Linked DNA regions of Mus musculus: regions 1, 2, 3 and 4 are each linked to region 5. The links are chromatin contacts, called in public promoter capture Hi-C maps. All regions are on one chromosome and are shown on one strand. The core of a region is the stretch at or near the end of the contact, and the rest is flanking DNA. Distances in the headings are between cores, read along the strand shown.

Evidence for each region. Promoter capture Hi-C pulls out the DNA fragments that hold promoters and counts their contacts.
Region 1: a promoter capture Hi-C map of liver shows a contact between it and region 5, with 2.3 times the contacts expected there. The contact joins the promoter of Rab7 here to the promoter of Nfu1 in region 5. A contact is called at or near these places in 3 of 39 promoter capture datasets (the C10 cell line, liver and pre-B cells).
Region 2: a promoter capture Hi-C map of neutrophils shows a contact between it and region 5, with 4 times the contacts expected there. The contact joins the promoter of Sec61a1 here to the promoter of Nfu1 in region 5. A contact is called at or near these places in 3 of 39 promoter capture datasets (liver, neutrophils and pre-B cells) and 1 of 9 other capture datasets (liver).
Region 3: a promoter capture Hi-C map of pre-B cells shows a contact between it and region 5, with 5 times the contacts expected there. The contact joins the promoter of Ruvbl1 here to the promoter of Nfu1 in region 5. A contact is called at or near these places in 2 of 39 promoter capture datasets (liver and pre-B cells).
Region 4: a contact with region 5 is called in a promoter capture Hi-C map of pre-B cells, with 7 times the contacts expected there. The contact joins the promoter of Rpn1 here to the promoter of Nfu1 in region 5. A contact is called at or near these places in 2 of 39 promoter capture datasets (liver and pre-B cells).

What each region holds. Positions count from the first base shown.
Region 1 is chr6:88,043,793-88,047,626 of GRCm38.p6, forward strand. It overlaps Rab7 (RAB7, member RAS oncogene family), which reads right to left and starts at 1,478. Exons shown (of 6, transcript NM_009005.3): 1 at 1,281-1,478.
Region 2 is chr6:88,517,108-88,520,996 of GRCm38.p6, forward strand. It overlaps Sec61a1 (Sec61 alpha 1 subunit (S. cerevisiae)), which reads right to left and starts at 1,693. Exons shown (of 12, transcript NM_016906.4): 1 at 1,579-1,693; 2 at 1,264-1,331. The coding sequence starts at 1,585.
Region 3 is chr6:88,463,237-88,466,805 of GRCm38.p6, forward strand. Ruvbl1 (RuvB-like protein 1) reads left to right here and starts at 2,173. Exons shown (of 11, transcript NM_019685.3): 1 at 2,173-2,432. The coding sequence starts at 2,292.
Region 4 is chr6:88,082,661-88,086,611 of GRCm38.p6, forward strand. Rpn1 (ribophorin I) reads left to right here and starts at 1,813. Exons shown (of 10, transcript NM_133933.4): 1 at 1,813-2,134. The coding sequence starts at 1,871.
Region 5 is chr6:87,008,198-87,011,887 of GRCm38.p6, forward strand. It overlaps Nfu1 (NFU1 iron-sulfur cluster scaffold), which reads left to right and starts at 1,639. Exons shown (of 8, transcript NM_020045.3): 1 at 1,639-1,762. The coding sequence starts at 1,704.

The sequences.
Region 1 (3,834 bases), core at 228-2,727, 1.0 Mb after region 5:
ACAAAAAGGGAATCACGTTTAGCGATTCCTCTTCTAAACTCATTACATAGGTTTACAGCCCGTAAGTATACCAGGCCGGGTAGCAAACTAAACTATTGACAACCAAGGACACCAAACTTTAGTCTGGCCAGCTTCAGAAGTAGTTATAATTCACTTTCCAGTTCTTACACTCAATTCTGATCCAATATTACCAAGATCGAAGAGAAATATGCCAACAAGAGATTTTATTAACTCAATCATGTGGGTATCAGTTGCTGAAGTCACAAGAAAGAGACAAGAGTTTATTCTTTGGAAAACCAAAAACACAAGATTTTCAACGGTGAAGAGTCAACAGGTTAGGTTGTTGTAGAAATTCTTGTAGAAAGGTGCACACAGTAGGCATGCCAGACCTGACTCAAGGAAAAGAGCTGGCTAAGAAACCTATTCAAATCCAATACATACCTTGCCAGAATTCAAGATCTTCTGGTTTGATGACACTACACTACCTTATATGCCTTGTAATATGCCTTGTAAGTCACAAGTACAAATACAACATGGCTTTAAGGTAGGACTAAGAGGCTCTCAAATGACATCACTAGACAGGAGGTGGAGGGGGGTGCTGATGGCAGATAACAGGTGGCAGGCTTTGGGGGCATCTAAAGTACAAGAGGCCAGAGGCCAGTAAGTGCTAAGTAGTCTAGCTGCCTATGTTTCAACCTCTCACTCTGAAATTTATCAGCGGTGTGACCTTGGTCGAGTGCCTTAGCCTCTCTGTTCTTCGCTTTCTCTGTAAGTAGGCACTGCCTCGGTGCTTCGGAGGGGCTGTTGGGAGAACAGGGCAATTTGTGCGGTCTTGCCACGCAGCCCAGCAGCCGAGAAATCTCAAATCTTCACAACCTTACTCTCAACATCGGCACGATTATGAGCCAGGAGGACATCAGGCCATTTGAAAGGCACTCGGGAGGTCCTTCTTCCCGGAACTTCGGAAACGGGATTTACCCTGCAGGACCCTGAAAGCTCCTGTCTCCCAGTGCCGGCGGCGGGCCGGGGCATGTGACGCGCCTGGCAGCACTGCCTCGGTGGCCGGCCGGCCGGTAGCTCTTCCCACCCAGCAGGTTGCCGGTGGGGACGCGCCCAGCCCGAGGATCCCGTACCCGCCACCCACCGATCGCCGATCGCCCTCCGCCCGCCGGGCGCCGCCCCGCCTGGCCCGGCCCAGCTCGGCGCTCGGCTCGCCGAGGACGCCAGGCCCGGAGGCCCAAGCGGCGGCGGGGGAAGGGCGGCCGGGGCCCGCTGCTCACCGCAGGGTCAACGGAGGAGGAGACACAACGCAGGCCGCAACAGAGACGTCCGATTCCGGCTCCAGCAGGCTCCTCGGAGCTGCCCGGCCCCAAACACCGCCGCCAACGCCGCCGCCTTGGGCTTTATGGTCAAAGCTCCGGCCTTGCTTCCACTTCCGCCACCGCCGCCGCCCCGAGCGGAAGTGTCTGTCACGAGACGCCCGACGCCAGGGTTGGAGGGAGGAGCCCCACCTCCACCTTGCGTCACGTTCCGGTCGCGTCAGGCCCTAGCCTGGCATCTGGGGCTTAAATATGGCCGTTTCTAGATGGGGGCTGCCATCTTTGAAGGCTGTGCAGAAGCTGGAGCGCACCATATTGGGCCAAGAACTGATAATGCAGTGGTGTCCCCCCCCCTCATCCCACCCCGCTCCTATAAACAGAGCTAAAGGAGGGAGAGTCACTTGGTCTTTCCAGAGTGTCCCCCTCTGGAACACGCTAGTCAGTCAGCCATGTATCAGGCAGGGTATAGTCTAGGGTCTTCTGAGTCCACTGGGTACAATCTCTAATGTGGATGGAAATGATCAGTTACAGTGTCCCCAGTGTTGGAGACCCAGTGATGAAATAGGAGCTACCTGTGCAGGGCAGATGGTTCAGGAAAATGGAAAGAGAGCTAAGGAGTTGCTGAACTGAAGAGACATGAGGCTGATTTTAGTGTCACGCCCACCAAAACTAAAACAAAGGCCTAATCCATCAAAGTCCATATCTTTCTGGGGAAGTCTCAAAATGTACTAACCTTGCTTTTTAGCTTCTGTAGTTCTGTTTATGGCTGACAGTTCTTGTTAACTGAAGTATGTCAACCCAGAACATGTTTTTTTGTGTGCTTAAAAGCTCACCCTGAGAAAGACTCAGGTTGTCCTGGGGTATTGAACACCCAGTGCAGTAACCAGCTGCCATTTCTTAGCTTAAACCCATATCTGAGTAGTCTTTTCTGGTGAATACCCCACAACACTAGTACATGTTCTAGCATATAAGGAATAGAGAAGGTTTGTAGGTCCTAAGGAATAGGGGAAAACAAGACCTTTCTGCCAAGATCCTCACCATTTGATATAATAGACACACACACAGGAGTTTGCTCAGTTTCAATCATTAGTTAATTATTACTTGGCCATTTGACTGAATACTTTGAAACTAAGATATGAACAAAGGAAGTCTATGTATATTCATATGCAAAGTGAAATCTTCAAGAAATATGAAGTGACAAAGTAGGGTGCAAAGATGTATATGTGACAGTTCTTGGTTCTTGTTGGGGAAAAAAAAAACACATACTTGCTGGGTACAAATTTCAGCAACTAGTTATCTGGGTTATCTATTAAAATTTGACCGGATAGTAGGACCCATATGAATCTGGTGGTCCAGTCAGACTTTCCACAGTTGTAGGGATGCAGGAAGCTGGTTCAGGCCCTGTCTCTCTACCTCATGTTGGATATAGCATCAGCCTCCACATGGCAGATAGACCAGCAGTTTGGAAGCAAAGCTGCATGTGGCTAAGAGCAGTGATACACTAGACCCAAGGAGGAAAGTGGGAGACAACTATGAGGCCCAACAGGAACTGTGTCTGCTTTTCATCTCTTCTGACTTTAGTTCCCCTAGAGTAACTCACAGAGCAGCCAATGCCCTATTCTAACCTCCACGGGCACTGCATGCACAAGTTGTCTTTATATACACATTTAGGCAAATCACTCATACAAGTAAAAAAAAGGGGGTATGGGGGTGGATAAAACTAGATAGAAAGTGGATAGGTATGGTGGCTCATGTCTTTAATCCTAGTACTCAGCAGGCAGAGGCTGGTAGATCTCTGTGAGTTCAAAGCCAGTCTAGTCAACAAAGTGATTTCAAGGTCAGCCAGGGGTACTTAGAGAGACCCTGTCTCAAAACAAACAAACAGCTTGGTGTGGTGGTGCACACCTTTAATCCCAGCACTCGGGAGGCAGAGGCAGGCGGATTTCTGAGTTCGAGGCTAGCCTGGTCTACAAAGTGAGTTCTAGGACAGCCAGGGTTATATAGAGAAACTCTGTCTGGAAAAACCAAAAAAACAAACAAACAACAAACAAACAAATAAAACCTACATATTTTTTGTTTTTGTTTTTCAAGAGACAAGGTTTCTCTGTGTAGCTCTGAGTGCTGGGATTAAAGGTGTGTGCTACCGCCATCCACAGGTATTGGTTTTGTGGAAAGTAACTGAAGACACTGACATTGACCTCCTTATATGTGCACAAACACACACCACCCACCCACCCCGACATGGGTATAAGGAAAGTAAGCAAATCCATTAAGTAATCAGTGCAGTGCAGGTGATAACGTGATGTTATGCAGCCAGACATGGTAAGCCTAGCCTGTAACCCTATCAATCAGGAAACTGACACCAGAGGATCACCAAGGGGATAAGAGCCAGACTGGGCTACATATAGAAAGCCCACCTCAATAAACAAGGAAAATGCTAAAGAATAGTGATGGGAAATAGATGTTACCAGGCATGGGTGTCCTGAAAGTCATGTCTGAGGAGGCAACATTTGAG
Region 2 (3,889 bases), core at 443-2,942, 1.5 Mb after region 5:
GCAAAACATCCAAAGCTTTTCATCTAAGTCCTAAATCATCTGCCTCTGAAGCAGCTGCAAACTCACACTCATTCAGTACCATGATTTGCCCCCTTTCCTGCACGGCTCCCAAGTCACACTCCAGGCCCCTCCCCTACTGCCAAGGCCACTTATCTGCCCACCTGACTCACCGGAACCTTTACATTTACAACCTACCTACCATCCACAGGCACTATATTATATATTTCCCATCTCCCTTGTTCTGCCAGGCCAAGGTCACAGGTCTATGAAGAAAGAATGTAAAGCGTGGGACTTGGGTTTCTTGGCCCTCGAGCCAGAATCTCTGCACTGAGGTGGAACAGATAAAGTTCTGAACATCATCCTGGCAAAGGCAGCAAGGGTACTGCAAGGCATTTGCATAGAACTATGGAAAGTAAAAACTAAATTAGAAGCACAAAGTATCCATGTGAATGCCAACTACAAATGCCAGATGTGAATATATGACAGTCTGAAAAAAAAAAAAAAACCCAAAATACCAAAAAAAACAAAACAAAACAAAAAAAACCCCAAAACCAAAACCAAAAAAAACACCAAAAACCAAACCAGGAACACAAAGTAGATTTACTGTTTTCTGAGCCCATGGGCCTGGACTTTCCTTCACCGGGCACTCTCACACTAGGAACATTTATTCTTGGGCCGAAGCTGCCTGCCACAGAAATTCTGATTAAGATTCACATTAAGCATTAAGGTGCTACAGTTCTCTCCTTCCTTGTTTTAGAGCACCTGCTGTCAATGGCAGCAGACTTCACTAGTGCATGTAAACTCGATGCTGGGGCAGCATACATTCAAATAAAAACCACAAACACGTTCATATCGATTACACGACTCGATTTTTCCTTTGGAAACCAGATACCGAAGTCACCTCCCACACGAAACAAACACCCCATCATCTGCTCCTGCTGGAGGTGAAGAACGGAGGGTAACTCAATCTGGGATCCTAACTGAGGTCTTAATCAATCACTGCTCAGACCCACTTTCGGACTAGGCAAACCTGAGGCTTTGTTAACCACTATCCACTAAAGATGCTCCTAACGAGACAAGGTGTTGGGAGAATTCCCACACAACCGGGTCACCTTTCAACGGCTCCCGTGAGTATCCCAGCACACACAGCTACACTCCAGAGGGGCAGTTTTCACTCGGTGTGCTGAGGCCATTTTTAATTGTACTGTAAACTCCCAGCGCCCAATTTTGCAAGTCTTCTTTGACCACCATCTGGGGACTTACCTTTCTCTCTGGCTTCTGAATTTCCGGCAAGATGACACAGAATGGCTTGATGACTTCCAGAAATTTGACTTTGATGGAAGAAACAGAAAGAGAAGGAGTTAGGTACGGAGTAACTTGAGGGCACCTGAGGGAGCCCGGCACGATGAGAGCCGGGCGTGGGCGTGCGGGGACCCAGAAGGCTCGGTCTAGGGGCGCGGGAACGAGTCCCCCAGGCAGGCCGCGTTCCGCCAGGATCGGGAAGCACGGCGGGCGAGCGCCCAAACGGGGAAAGGCGACGCATCCTGGCTGCGCCGGGGTGGCCCCCAGGAAACTCACTCGCCATGGCGGCGGCTGATCCGACTACACGCCCGGCCCCGACTGCGCTCCACTTCGAGTGAGGAGGCGCTGCTAGCTCCGGAGCGCGCTTCCTCGACCGAGAGACACGTCAGTGATAGCCCGGCGGCGAGCGGCGCGGCGAGGCGGGGCCGGGGATGGGCCACCGGCCGCTTCCGCTTCCTGCCACGCGCGCCCGCCGCGCCGCCTGCGCCAAGACCACAACTCCCGGCATGCAGCAGGAGCAGAGAGGCTGTCGGGAAGACGACTGTCGGGCCACACCGGAACTGGGCGTGTGCAGCTGCGCAGACTCTCCCGGAAGTGAGGGCCAAATCAGCCCTTGTTACTAGTGGACGCTTCGTGGTGGTGTTGGCCCTACGAAGCAGGCGATTCGGCTTTCCGTGTCGGTGGCCCTCAGTACCAGTGATAGCATGTCGCGACCCAGTAGGCCTCAGCTGCTGCTCGTCACGCACGACAGAGCAGCAGTGTGCTGAATCCTACCCTGCATGGCTTACCCTACCCTACAATACCCTCCTGGGTGCTGTAGGCTGCCTCCAAGGATGTCTGAGCTCATGCATTTGAGGACGTTCGGCAAAGGCCGGGTCTGGCGGCTCTGGGTGGGCTTTGGCGCAGCGCATTCCAAGAAGGCCTTTGGAACTGGAGAGTTAGGAGAGATGAAGAAACCGAGCCAAGCCTTGCAGCCCCATATCTTCAGGGAAAAGAATACATCTGGGCTGGAGGAAAGGGTGTGCGAAGGGGACTGGGCAAGGTGGGGCAACATGAAACTTACTCTTTAGTGGGATCTCTGATCTCAGTGCTGTGTGCTGTCTGAAATCGACTTCTTGCTGTGCACCCTGAGTGCTGAGTTTCATGCAGCCAAGTCCTGACTTCAACGGAGAGGTTTGCTGTGGCCACGTCCTTAGAAACATTCTAGACAGCCAGCCCCATGTCATTGATAGGACATTTATATTTAATTTGGCATTAAGTTGCATGTGCGTACACAAATATAGATGGGTTTAGGGGAAAGCACTAAGTCAATATACTTAGCACAATGTGAGGTTTTTGTTTTCGATTCTTTAAGCTAGGTCTCTAGGTAGCCCTCGATACCACTATGTAGACTAGGCTGGCTTCAGATTCACAGAGATCCCACCTGACTGCTCTGAGTGCTGGGACTAGCCGTGCATGTGCCACCACAGCAGGCCACAATGTGAGGTTTTTGAAACAGAGGTGCAGTGTTTTTGCATGTACACATTTTAAAGATTTAATTATTAAATATTAGAGACAGATGCCTAAAGAGACAATAAAATCTAAATGAAGTTTTGATTAAGTATTTCTTTGAGATTTATTTTTATTGTTTCTGTGCTCACGTAAGTATGATAACAGGTGCCCTTTGAAGGTAGAAGAGGGAGCCACCTGTCATGGGTATTGAGAACTGAACTCAGGTCCTCTGGAAGAAAAGCAAGCGATCTTAACCGCTGAGCCATCTCTCTGAACCCCTGACAATGGTATTTTAAAATGCAATAAACATGAATTGTCTTAGTCTTCAGGACAATGAAGAAGTTAAAATAGTAATGGATTCCAGACCTCCACTTGGTTTGATACTCACAAAATCTGTATTTTACAAAACGAAGTTCTGGAATAAAAATTGGAGCATCTTATGTTGGCATAGGCTATAAAAAGTTGAGTACAAAAGTTTTGTTGAAAAGTGAAAGTAGGTGGCCAGAGAGGTGGCTCAGCAGTTAGGACGACCCAGGTTCAAGTCCCAGCACACACACTCAGCACAGCTCACAGCCGTCTGTAATTTCTTCTTTTCTTTTTTAAAGGTTTATTTACTTAATATATATAATGAGTATGGGCATCAGATCTCATTATGGATGGTTGTGAGCCACCATGTGGTTGTTGGACCTTTGGAAGAGCAGTCAGCGCTCTTACCTGCTGAGCCATCTCTCCAGGCCCCACACCTCCATCCCCCCAATCCCCATCGGTAACTTCAGTTCCAGGTGATCTGACACCTCACACAGTTATACACAGAGGCAGAACACCAATGCACATAAGATTTAAAAAGAAGAAAAGTGAGAGTAGAGCTGAGACTAACTCGCGTGTCGGCAAACTCCTTGTCTGATGTGTGAGGTCCCAGGCTCAGTGCTCCCAAACATAACACCTACCACAAAGATTACATTGCTACACGTTTGTATGTCTCTTCAACATACTATTAAAGCTTGTGGGTCGAGTGACGTTTTAATCATCAATGAGGAGAAAATCTAAGAACATAAGTTTCATACATCAAATATTTCACGAACAAAGACTCCCTAAG
Region 3 (3,569 bases), core at 923-3,422, 1.5 Mb after region 5:
CCCTTAAAACTTAAAGCTCCAGGCTGGAGAGATGGCTCAGCGGTTTAGAGCACTGACTGCTCTTCTGAAGGTCCTGAGTTCAAATCCCAGCAACCACATGGTGGCTCACAACCATCACAAACATCAGTACAGCTACAATGTACTCATATACATTAGATAGATAGATAGATAGATAGATAGATAGATAGATAGATAGATAGACAGATCCATCTTAAAAAAGAACTTAAAGATCCCTGGGCTGGAGAGATGACTCTGCAGTTAGAAGCACTGGTGTTCTTACAGAGGACTCAAATTCAAATCCCAACACGCATATGGTGGCTCACAACCATGAGTAACTTCAGTTCTAGAGGATCTGACATCCTCTTCTGATGTCCTTAGGCACTGCCTGGTATATTTATACTTGCAGGAAAAACACCCACACAGATAAATAAAATAATAAAATAAAAAGACTTGCCAGGCAGTGGTGGCACATGCCTTTAATCCCAGCACTTGGAAGGCAGAGGCAGGAGGACTTCTGAGTTCGAGGCCAGCCTGGTCTACAGCGTGAGTTCCAGGACAGCCAGGGCTACACAGAGAAATCCTGTCTTGAAAAACCAAAAATAAAAATAAAAATAAATTTAAAAAATTTAAAAAGACTTGGCACTCCTTGGAACTTGTCTAGCAATCCCTGCCTCTGGCTTCTCTGCTGCCAGTCACATGCCATTTCTGCTTCCAGTCTAGAAACTCTCTATTTTTACTCTGTCTTTATTTTACTCTAGAACTCTCTAGCTGCCTTTCATCACAGTCTTCACTGCTACAGTCTCTAGGCTTGTCTTCTTCATATTACCGGCTCAGCCCACAATACTATTAATATAGGTGGAAAGACTGAGAAATCAAACAATGGGCCTAAAGTTGCACCACAGCTACACATTGCACAGCACAGGAAGGTGTCTCCTGGCTGACTTAAAAGTGAGGAAAGTGAGGGACACAGGAGGCAGAGGCAGGTGGATTTCTGAGTTTGAGGCCAGTCTGGTCTACAGAGTGAGTTCCAGGACACCCAGGGCTATACAGAGAAACACTGTCTCGAGAAAAAAAAAGTGAGGGACACCTGCTTAGAGAGCCAGAATGTTGAGAGAGTAAGCAAGAGTGTTTGCCGTCCTTAGTATAGCCCTTCTTGAAAATGAAGCATTAAATTTGGACTATGGCAAGGTGGATTGTGAAAACAAACTACCATATTTGCACCAATATCAGAGCCGTTGATTATTCAAATGAAGGACCATAGTTTCACCATTCACAGGCAGCTTTTGTTCACCTACCTGGAGACTTGCACCCACTCCAGACTGATGAAAATATCTGGTCAGAGTATGGTGGTAGCACCTTTAATGCCAGCAACTCAGGAGGCAGAGACAGGTGGGGGCCCTGGAGTTTTAGGCCAGGCAAGGCTACACAAACACATCTTCTCTTTTCCTTCCTTCCTTTTTTTCCTTTAAGGGTTTTTTTTTTTTTTTGTTTGTTTGTTTGTTTGTTTTTTTTTTTTTTTTTCCGAGACAGGGTTTCTCTGTATAGCCCTGGCTGTCCTGGAACTCACTCTGTAGACCAGGCTGGCCTCGAACTCAGAAATCTGCCTGCCTCTGCCTCCCGAGTGCTGGGATTAAAGGCGTGCGCCACCACCGCCGAGTTTCTTTAAGGTTCTTATTGGGCATATGATGACCAGAATTATGGCATGAAGTGTTTGAAAAGTTTTGGCTGGAATAGTGCCTTCAGGATCTAGTGTATTCTGGAAAAAAAAAAATGGGAGCAGTGGGGCATTCTCTGGGTGTCTAAATAATTCGGTGAGCACTGGAGAAGTTTGGGCAGCTGCTTTGCTGATGATTCTCTCAGGACATCCAAGCACCTGGAAAAGATTTAACATCTGTCAGTGAAGAAGTTAACTCACCCTGGCACAAATATGTTATTCTAAAGAAAAAAAATAGGCATTAAAAGAGGCATTTATAATTAAAAACCTGTCATTCACATTAATAGTGCTTAAGTACTTAAGCAGTTCTCAGTCAAATGTGGCCAGGGCAGGAAATGTTTGCCCTGGGGGAACTTATCCTGTGACACAGACGGAAGTTACTGGGCGAAACTCAGCAGCCGTGACCAGCGTAGCTTTTAGCCAATAGAAAGCGAAGCCTTCTCGCCTCCCCCAATGACATATTGATAGGGGCGGGTCCAGGAGAGCGGCCTAGTAACGGCCGCGTGGTAACCCAGGCGCCTGGCGTGCGGTAGTTCCTACCACTCCACGCAGGTTGTGTTCCTAGACACTCGGCAAAATGAAGATTGAGGAGGTGAAGAGCACCACGAAGACGCAGCGCATCGCCTCCCACAGCCACGTGAAGGGTCTGGGGCTGGACGAGAGCGGCCTAGCCAAGCAGGCGGCTTCGGGTCTCGTGGGCCAGGAGAACGCGAGAGAGGTGGGCGTGGGGCTTGTGCGCGAGGTGTGGGCGGCGGGACCAGGATCCACTAAGATCTAAGAAGTAAGGATCACACTAGCGAGCAAAGGCTGCATCCTTTGCGGGTCACGGCACGCAAATTAGACCTCACCGGAAACGCAGTGGAAGGCTGTGCGGTTAAGTATAGAATTGACTACGTTTTCAGAGTTGATATGGGTTCTTTGGGCCTGGGAGCTGATCTGTTAAGTGGAGCGGTGAGGACTGTCTGATCTATTCCCCATCCAAGCACTCCAGCTTTTCCAGGTCAGTCTTCCTAAAGTCATGCCAGGTCTTTCTATCGGTTCTGTTTTGCACATGAAGAAGTTAAAGGTGGGTTAGGCCGCTTAACCACCTGCCAGTTTAGCAGTAATGAGGCTGGTATCTCCCTCCCCCTAACCCCCATCAAATCAGTATTCTTCCCATTTCTTCAGCCTCCTCCACTCTGAACTCTGCAGAGGTTCAGTGTCTACAAAAACTTGCTTTTTTACATGTGGTGAAGACTGCTTTCTCAGCCTCTTGCACACAGAAAGTGCCAGCAGCAAAGAGCATCATCTATCCAAAAAGGGAAATGTTTGACCCTAGCATGCTTGCATCTTTTCTTGCAAGCAGGTAGTAGCAGTTTAATGCTTTCTATTGGCCAGGCAGCTTTGAGTCTATTGTTTCTTATTTCATTTCTGTCCATGTGACATTTCTGTGTATGTGACTTCAGAGGCTGCTCTAGACCTGCATCTGCACCCACACCAGCAGCCTCTGGTACTCCATATCTTATCCTTCCTATTCTTTGAATGTTAGCCGGTATTTATTTTTGTTTGTTTTCACGACAGTCTCACTATGTAGCTCTGGCTGTCCTGGGACTCTGTAGACCAGACTGGCCTTGAGTTCACAGGGATCCGACTGCCTCTGCCTCCTGAGTGCTAAGATTAAAGGTGTGGGCCATTACACCTGGCTTCCTTAGCTGATATTTCTTTGTTTCTTTTCCTGTTTGACAAAATGTGCGCAAATGCAGTGCAGTCATGTGACTGCCATGGTGCTCTGGTAGAGGTCAGAGGTTCTTTCCTTCCACTGTGGGATCCAGGGATTGAACTCAGGTCCTCAGGTTTACACTACAAGTGCTTTTCA
Region 4 (3,951 bases), core at 563-3,062, 1.1 Mb after region 5:
AATTTTTAATTTTGGAAGAGTTGAAGAAAAATTGTCTCTGATGTTGGAGTGTTATTTTAAATGGCTACTATATTGCCCCTGCTATCCTCTGCAGAGCTTTGCCCTGGTGAATGTGTTAATAGTGTGGTCAGACTTTCTATTGTTGTTGTTACATTAAGGCAAAGTATTTTATGTTCTTTATTCTTTATTCTTTCCTTAGCCTCCTAAATACTGAAGCATTACAGGCATGTACCACTACTACAACCAGATAGCATTAAAAAAAGATTTATTTTTAAATTTATATTTATGTGTGTGTATGTGAGAGAGAAAGAGATACAGAGAGACAGATAAAGACAGAGACAGAGAGGAACAGAAGGAAGAACATCTGTGTATGGATGTTTGTGGAGGTTAGAGGGCATCAGATCCTTGCCTGACAGGCAGTTGTGAGCCTGGGAACCGGAAGAATTCAAGTCCTTTGAGAGAGCAGCAAATCCTCCTAACCACTAAGCTGTCTCTGCATACATAATGTATGTACTCGCGTGCAAACAGTAAGTAGTTTTGTTTTCTGGGCCATATAGTCTGGTTTGCAACTACACTACTGTTACTGTTGTACTGTGAAAGCAATCATAAGCTACGGACAAATGAACGTAGCTATGTTCCAATAAAACTTTATAGACACAGATAGATTGTTGGCCTGCAGGTGCTAATTTCCTGACTTCTGCTTTGTAGGGAGGAGCATGGCCAGCCCTCCATTCTCTCTTCTCATTGGCTGGTATCAATGTTTGAATATTTCCATCTCCTCCCAAAATTTACCTTCGAATTACATCCTTCAAGCAACAACATTGGGACGCATTCTCATTTGGGGAGTGGAGACTGTACACAACCATTGTGCAGGGGGCTTGGAGATTTTATAGGGTTGAAAAAAGGGAACTTTAGGGGAGCAAAGTTTTATCTGTAGATTTTTTCATATATATATATATACATATATACATACATATATATATGTATATATGTATATATATATATATATATATATATATATATATATATGGTTTCAAGGCCCAAAAAATGCCATTGGATGTTTTCGTCACTAAGCTGGCTTTCTTGTCAGGTGTATCAGTACACTGACTACAGTTTCTCTGCTCACTTGAAGTTCATTGTTTTTGGTCATTAATTCTTCAGTGTGACTTTGGGAGATGATAGCACTAGAGGAATCCATCTGCAAGATGCCTTTGTAAAAGGGCTTGCCTCAGAGAGACCCTTTCCTGCCTTTCTGTCATATGACGATATGCAATGCCTTCCTTAGAAGGCATGCAATGTCAAAGTGCCACCTTGGTAGTAAATAGCAGCCCTCACCAGACAGCTAGTCCTGCCAGTGACTTCGCCTTGGACTCCTACAACTGTGATAAATGTCAACAGGTATCTGAGGTTAATATCATCAACCTTGGTTAGTTGCTTAAGGTTTCTGCCATCACTCACATTAATGGTTGAACTAAATATTAGAGGAGAGACTTGAGTTTCTGGAAATTTCCCATTTTCCTTTAAACTTTTGCCCACTTAGCATTCGTATCACTATAGAGAAGGCAAAGTTAGTTCCTTAGACTAAGCTATAGTATACTGTTTTTGAGCTGAGAGGCCAGAGTTATTTTGCATAAGCATGAAGGAAACAGACAGGATATAAGGAAATCAGGGGTGAATACGGCTATTAAGCGCCCCAAGAAGTACGCCTGCACTTTAAGATTTTCAATCAGGCGCCCCACGATCGCCCGGTTGCCCTGGAGACGGGGTCCTTTCTGACCGGGCCCAGCCATCTTGTGGTGCTGTTGGCCAATCAGCGGTTGCGCCGTGGCGGGGGGGCGGGGCGCGTGTCGGTGGCGCTCAGCTCGCGGTCATGGAGTCGCCGGTCGCCTTGCTGTTGCTGCTGCTGCTATGTCTCGGGGCCTTGGCCCCGACGCCCGGCAGCGCCTCCTCGGAGGCTCCGCCGCTGGTCAACGAGGACGTGAAGCGCACGGTGGACCTGAGCAGCCACCTAGCCAAGGTGACGGCTGAGGTGGTCCTGGTACACCCGGGCGGCGGCTCCACATCACGAGCCAGCTCTTTCGTTCTGGCCCTGGAGCCAGAACTGGAGTCGCGGCTTGCGCACCTAGGCGTGCAGGTGAGCGGAGGGAGGAGCCGGCGAACCTCACGCGGGATGCCTGAGGCGATCGGGGATCCCTGGGGAGGGGCGGGGAGGTTGAGGGCGTTAGGGATCCTCCAGGTGTCTGGTTGTCTGAAAGGCAGGTGTTGGAGGGGGACAGCGGAGAGGTTGGGGTCCGCCGTCTCTCTTGTCCGCGTGTCCTCTCGGACACGTCAGCACAAGCTTCCGAGCGTGGGGCACCGCCCACGTGGCTGCTCTGGAGCCCAAGGCGACCCCTTGGTCCCCTGGCGACCTCCTTCCGCACCCCAAGAGGATCTTGGCTGTGGCCGGGTGCGGTACTTCGGGTACCCAGCTTCTTTTCTGTCCCCTGGACTTGCTCGTCTAGTGGAGGACTATCAGTGAGTTAAGACAATTTATTTCCTGAATGCAATTGACTGGTGTAGTCTGTTCTCTCCAGACAGCAGCGTTCAGAAATACAGCAGGTTTCTGGTATTAAAGTTTGTCATTCCTCGCACCCGGTTAATGTAACACTCCTCTGAAAGCTGCTGCTTAACGCTTTCTTAATGTTCAGACTAATTGAAGAGTCAGCCCCTTATGCTGTACAGAAAGGTGAAGCCCAGGTCTGTTCCTCCCCACCGTCTCTCATTGGAACACTTCAGCATTTAGCCTTCTGTACTTTTCATTGAATACACTTTTATACCTTTCAAGGAAAGAAATCGCTGGCTTTGGGAATAGAGGGAATATCCACACAGGTTAATTTTTATTACTGTTCTCATTAACTATATTCATTAAGTGATTACCCAATTTACTAGGAGACTAAGCACACCACATTCTTTTTAACTGTATGGAGCTATAAAGCTGGACTTATAATAGTCACTGAAGTGACTCCTGTCCCCTTTACATTGAAGCCTTGTTCATGCTCAGCATGGCTTTCCTCAAATATTTCTGGAAAGACATTCATGACTTCATTGGATGCTCAGTCCTGTTTTGTGAAAATCAGTCATGACTTAATGAAGTCATAGTATAATCAGATCACAGCAGAGGCTTACCACCCTGCTGCTGTCCTGGTGGGAATTGCATACAAGTTGGGTCCCTCTACATGGCTCAGAGCATCCAAGTTCAATTCCACAGCCATCGGTAACTCCAGTTTCAGGGTGCACAGACCCACTTGCAAGCAAAACACCCATGTACATTAAAAGAAAAATTAGGAAAAGAAAAGGCTGTGGCAGGTATTTTAAGAACATTCCCCACCCTATAGCAACCTTTTGAGGCATAGGAATTCTTACATGACTGTGGAAGTATCTGGCTTTGGAGCTTATTAACCCCCCTCCCCCAAATGAAGGTCTGACTTGTCCCATACCCTTGGGTGTATTTGCATTATTGCTACCTTGCTTTCTGGCCTTGACATGAAATTAGGACTTGTGTTTCAGCTCTGCAGTCATGTTACTGACTTACAGTAACTTGTGTTAACTCTGGAGGAAGACGAGTTTATACTCCTTACCTAGGTGAGAAGCAACTGGGTGATAAAGAGGATAAGAAAGGGCACACATTGCCTTGGAAACTTAGGCGAGGTGGACGGAGTACAGGAACCTTTAAGGAGCTAGCAGGACAGTAGGATTATGTAGTTTGAACCATCCTTTTCTCTTACACTGTTTGAGACAGGGTGTTGCTGTGTTGTCCCTGGACTGTTTTGGAACCTAGAATCCTCCTGTCCCAGCCTCCAGAATGCTGATAGCTAAAAATGACCTTGACTGCTGATCATCTTGGCTGTCTGTCCCATGTACTGGGACTACAGCTGTGTACCACCATGCCTAGCTTTCTGACCTTTTACTAAG
Region 5 (3,690 bases), core at 389-2,888:
CTCTCCATCAACTCTCTCAGGCAACCTGCAAAGCTGAAAGGGTGTAAGAGGCAGAGGAGATGGAGAACACCAAGAAAACAGGCAGGCTTGGCATCAGATGGGGTCAGCCCTAGAGCTGAAAGAAGAAGCAGGCATCTGTCTCCGTTCCTGAGCCATCTCAAGTTGATTACCCCTTGCAAATGAAAATCTAGATTTCTCCATGGGAATCTCACCGTGGGGGACAAACTATTCCTTTTATTTATTTATTTTATGTATGTGAGTACACTGTAGCTGTACAGATGGTTGTGAGCCTTCATGTGGTTGCTGAGAATTGAATTTTTAGTATCTCTGCTCCATCCGGTCGGCCCACTCGTTCCGGTCAACTCTGCTCACTCAGTCCCTGCTTGCTCCGACCCAAACGTTTACTTATTATTCTACATAAGTACAGTGTAGCTGACTTCAGATGCACCAGAAGAGGGCTTCAGATCTCATTACAGGTGGTTGTGAGCCACCACGTGGTTGCTGGGAATTGAACTCAGGACCTTGGGAAGAGCAGTCAGTGCGCTTACCCATGGAGCCATCTCGCCGTGGAGGACAAACTATTCCTAAGTGTAGGCCACGTGTCCAGCTGTAGAATGGTCAACAAAGAACCAGCTCACTGGCATCTTTGAAGGTCCCTGGTCACATAATGTTAAGCTAGGACTTTGGGTTTGTATATTTATTTAATTACACATTTTTGTTTACATTACATTGTTTTTGTTTTTTATTTTATGTATACATATATTTTACAATTTTTCTCTCTTTCCCTTTCTTCATCCCTCCCTCCCCGCTTTGCCCTGTAGGTCCCTTTTCATATATATTATGGCTTCCAGTGTTGTCGATAGCCCTGGGGCTAATTATATTTTATGTTAATTCCGTTTTCCTGTGTGTGGTTTTGAACAAGGAATGAGTCAGCGCTCAGGTGATTTCCTGTAAACCTGCTTCCCACCTTAATTTGTAAAATAAAGGAGAGCTGATGATTGGGCAGATAAAAGGGAAGGTGGAATGGAAGGTGGAGAAAGAAGAAGGAGAAAATGGATGAAGGAGAGGACGCGGAGGAGGAGGAGGAAGAAGAAAAGCGGAGCAGAAGCACATGGCCTGGAGAAACTGCAAGCTCTAAGGGGTCTCATAGATGTGGAAGATGGTCGTGTAGCGGTAGATCTGTCCAAACTAGGTGCACATATGTATTCATATTAACTGTGTTGTGTTTTCATTGCTGAGGCATATTTGGATTGGAGATTTACCGCAACATTCCAGCTTTGTATTTTCACGGGACTCTTGCATATGTGAACAAGTGTGTCTCTGCACTTATATGCATTTCTTGAACTCTTTTCCTTGTTTGTTTTGTCCTATTCTGATGTGTTAGGTTTTGTTATATCATATATCATATATTCCCTTAGAAGCCTGTTTGTTTTCTAATGAGCGACAGAAAGGGGGTGAATTCGGAGGGGAAGTGTGGGGAAATTGGAGGAAATAGAGGGAAGGGAAACTGTAATCTGGATATATTATGTGAGGGAAAAAAATCTACTTTCAGTAAAAGGAGGGCGGAAAGGCCACCTGCAGCACCGCCCTCAACTTGTAAGGAACCGGCGTCCCCGGACCGCCCTCTCTGCAGGGCCTGAGTCTGCGTAGGACTTGGAGACAAGAAGGAGGCGGGTCCGCGCAAGCGCACTGGCACTGAAGTGATGGCGGCGGCCGAGCGGGCATGGGGAGCAGCGGTCGGTGTAGTCCGGCTGTGCAGGCGGTAGGTGTTGGCTCCCTGGCTAGCAGATCCCTGTCGCTGCCTTCTCACAGGCAGGAGCTGGCGTCTGAGGGACCCTTGTCCTGGCTCCAGAGCCCGAGGCCAGCCACCTTCCACGGATGTCCCTTGTAAATCCCACGGGAATGTGGCTCCGAAGGGAAGAGCGGTCCCGGGGTTGTGTCGTGTCCTGTCGTTCCCTTTCCAGGGAGATCACGGCTCGGAGAGAAGTGAGTGACTCGAGGAAGTCCACCGCCCAGGCTTGTGCGAGTGCGTCCTGTTCCTCTTCTAGAGCCACTCCCTCAGATATCTGTCAGACCCGAGTGTGACAACTATAGAAAGGGGCCTGACAGAATGCTGATGCCAACTTGAAGTTTCAAATGCATTTCATCAGGCTAGCATAGAATCCCTCATCATCTGTCATCCCAATACTTGAAAGGTGAAGGCAGGAAGACCAGGAGTTCAAGGCCAGGTTAGACTATTTATGAGACACCCTCCACCACCCCACCACCCCCGTTTTAAAACTCCTAAATGTATCTCATAAAAATAGCAGATTAACAGAAGGATTTTGTGGGTTACCCCCTGCCCACCTGTTTTCGATGACTCCCCTTCAGTTACTTTACTCAAGATCGGTTAGACTTCAAAACTTCCTGCCAGAGTATACTTCTGGTTTATCCACGCTTGCTGCTTTTTCCCAGGGTTGAAGGAATATTAGGGTGTTTCCAAATCCTGGAGTATCCACTCCATTCACTTAAAGAATAGTTACTAGTTACCACGTAGTGATAACAGCTACCATTTACTGAACGCTCACTGTGTGGCCTGGTGTGGCCCTTATTGCTAGGTGTTCCTTAGGGAGAGTGATCTACAATGCTCTGCACGCCTTTTGTTTCAAATGAGTGCGTCTAATAAGGATGCAGCACATAGTCCTAGCATAAGAGAGCAAGCAGCCAGAGGGCACAGCACCAAAGCAGGTACACCATCCAGCAGATCAGGCCGGGGGAAACCCCAGGATCCAAGACACTTACTGGGGACTCTGGTTGCCAAGGGTCTTCTCCTGGGTATGACATTTAATTAGCTATTTCTGTCATCGGCATTTTTTTTTTTTTCGATTCTCGAGACAGGGTTTCTCTGTGTAGCCCTGACTGTCCTGGAACTCACTCTGTAGACCAGGCTGGCCTCGAACTCAGTAATCCGCCTGCCTCTGCCTCCCGAGTGCTGAGATTAAAGGCGTGTGCCACCACGCCCTGCTTGTCATGGGCATTTTTATAACATGGAATTTGAACAGTAGCTGAGTCTTGTATTTTGGGAAGGTGCCCGGGAGTGACTTAGTTCCCAGCTGTGTTCAGGGGCTGGTTTTGCTCCTGTTCTGGTCTCCGATGTTTTTACTCTGTTCTGGTCTCCGGGGCATGATGTTTTTACTCTTGGACTGTTTTGCTCCTACAAAGGGTCTTGGAGGACAATTTTAAGTATTCACTTAAGGCAGGTGGATCTCTGTGTTCAAGGCCAGTCTGGTCTACACAGTGATACCCAGTCTCAAAATTAAAAAAAGAAAAAAACAAAAAAAAAGGGGGGGAACTCAAGTCAAGTCTTTTCAGATAATTTCCCTTTCTAGCCGGAGTTACTTTCCGAGCTCCATTCCTTTTTAATTGGATGAAGGTTTGAGAATAGCCAGTCAGTGCTCCTCTATCAGAGTGAAGTGAAGGTCCGACGCCTGGCTAATGCTCCCTCCCCAGCAAGTATAAAGAATGATGGCTGCTCTTGGCAATTGCATGTGTTCTATTAGACTTTAGACTTTGAATCGTTGGGATGAAGCGGGTGTCCTTTATCCTAACTATTTCAGTGGCGTTTCTGACTTTAAATTTTGGGACATCTGTACTTCATGAGATACCATGGGGATAGAAACTATGTCTAAACGCAGAACTCGTTTCTTCACG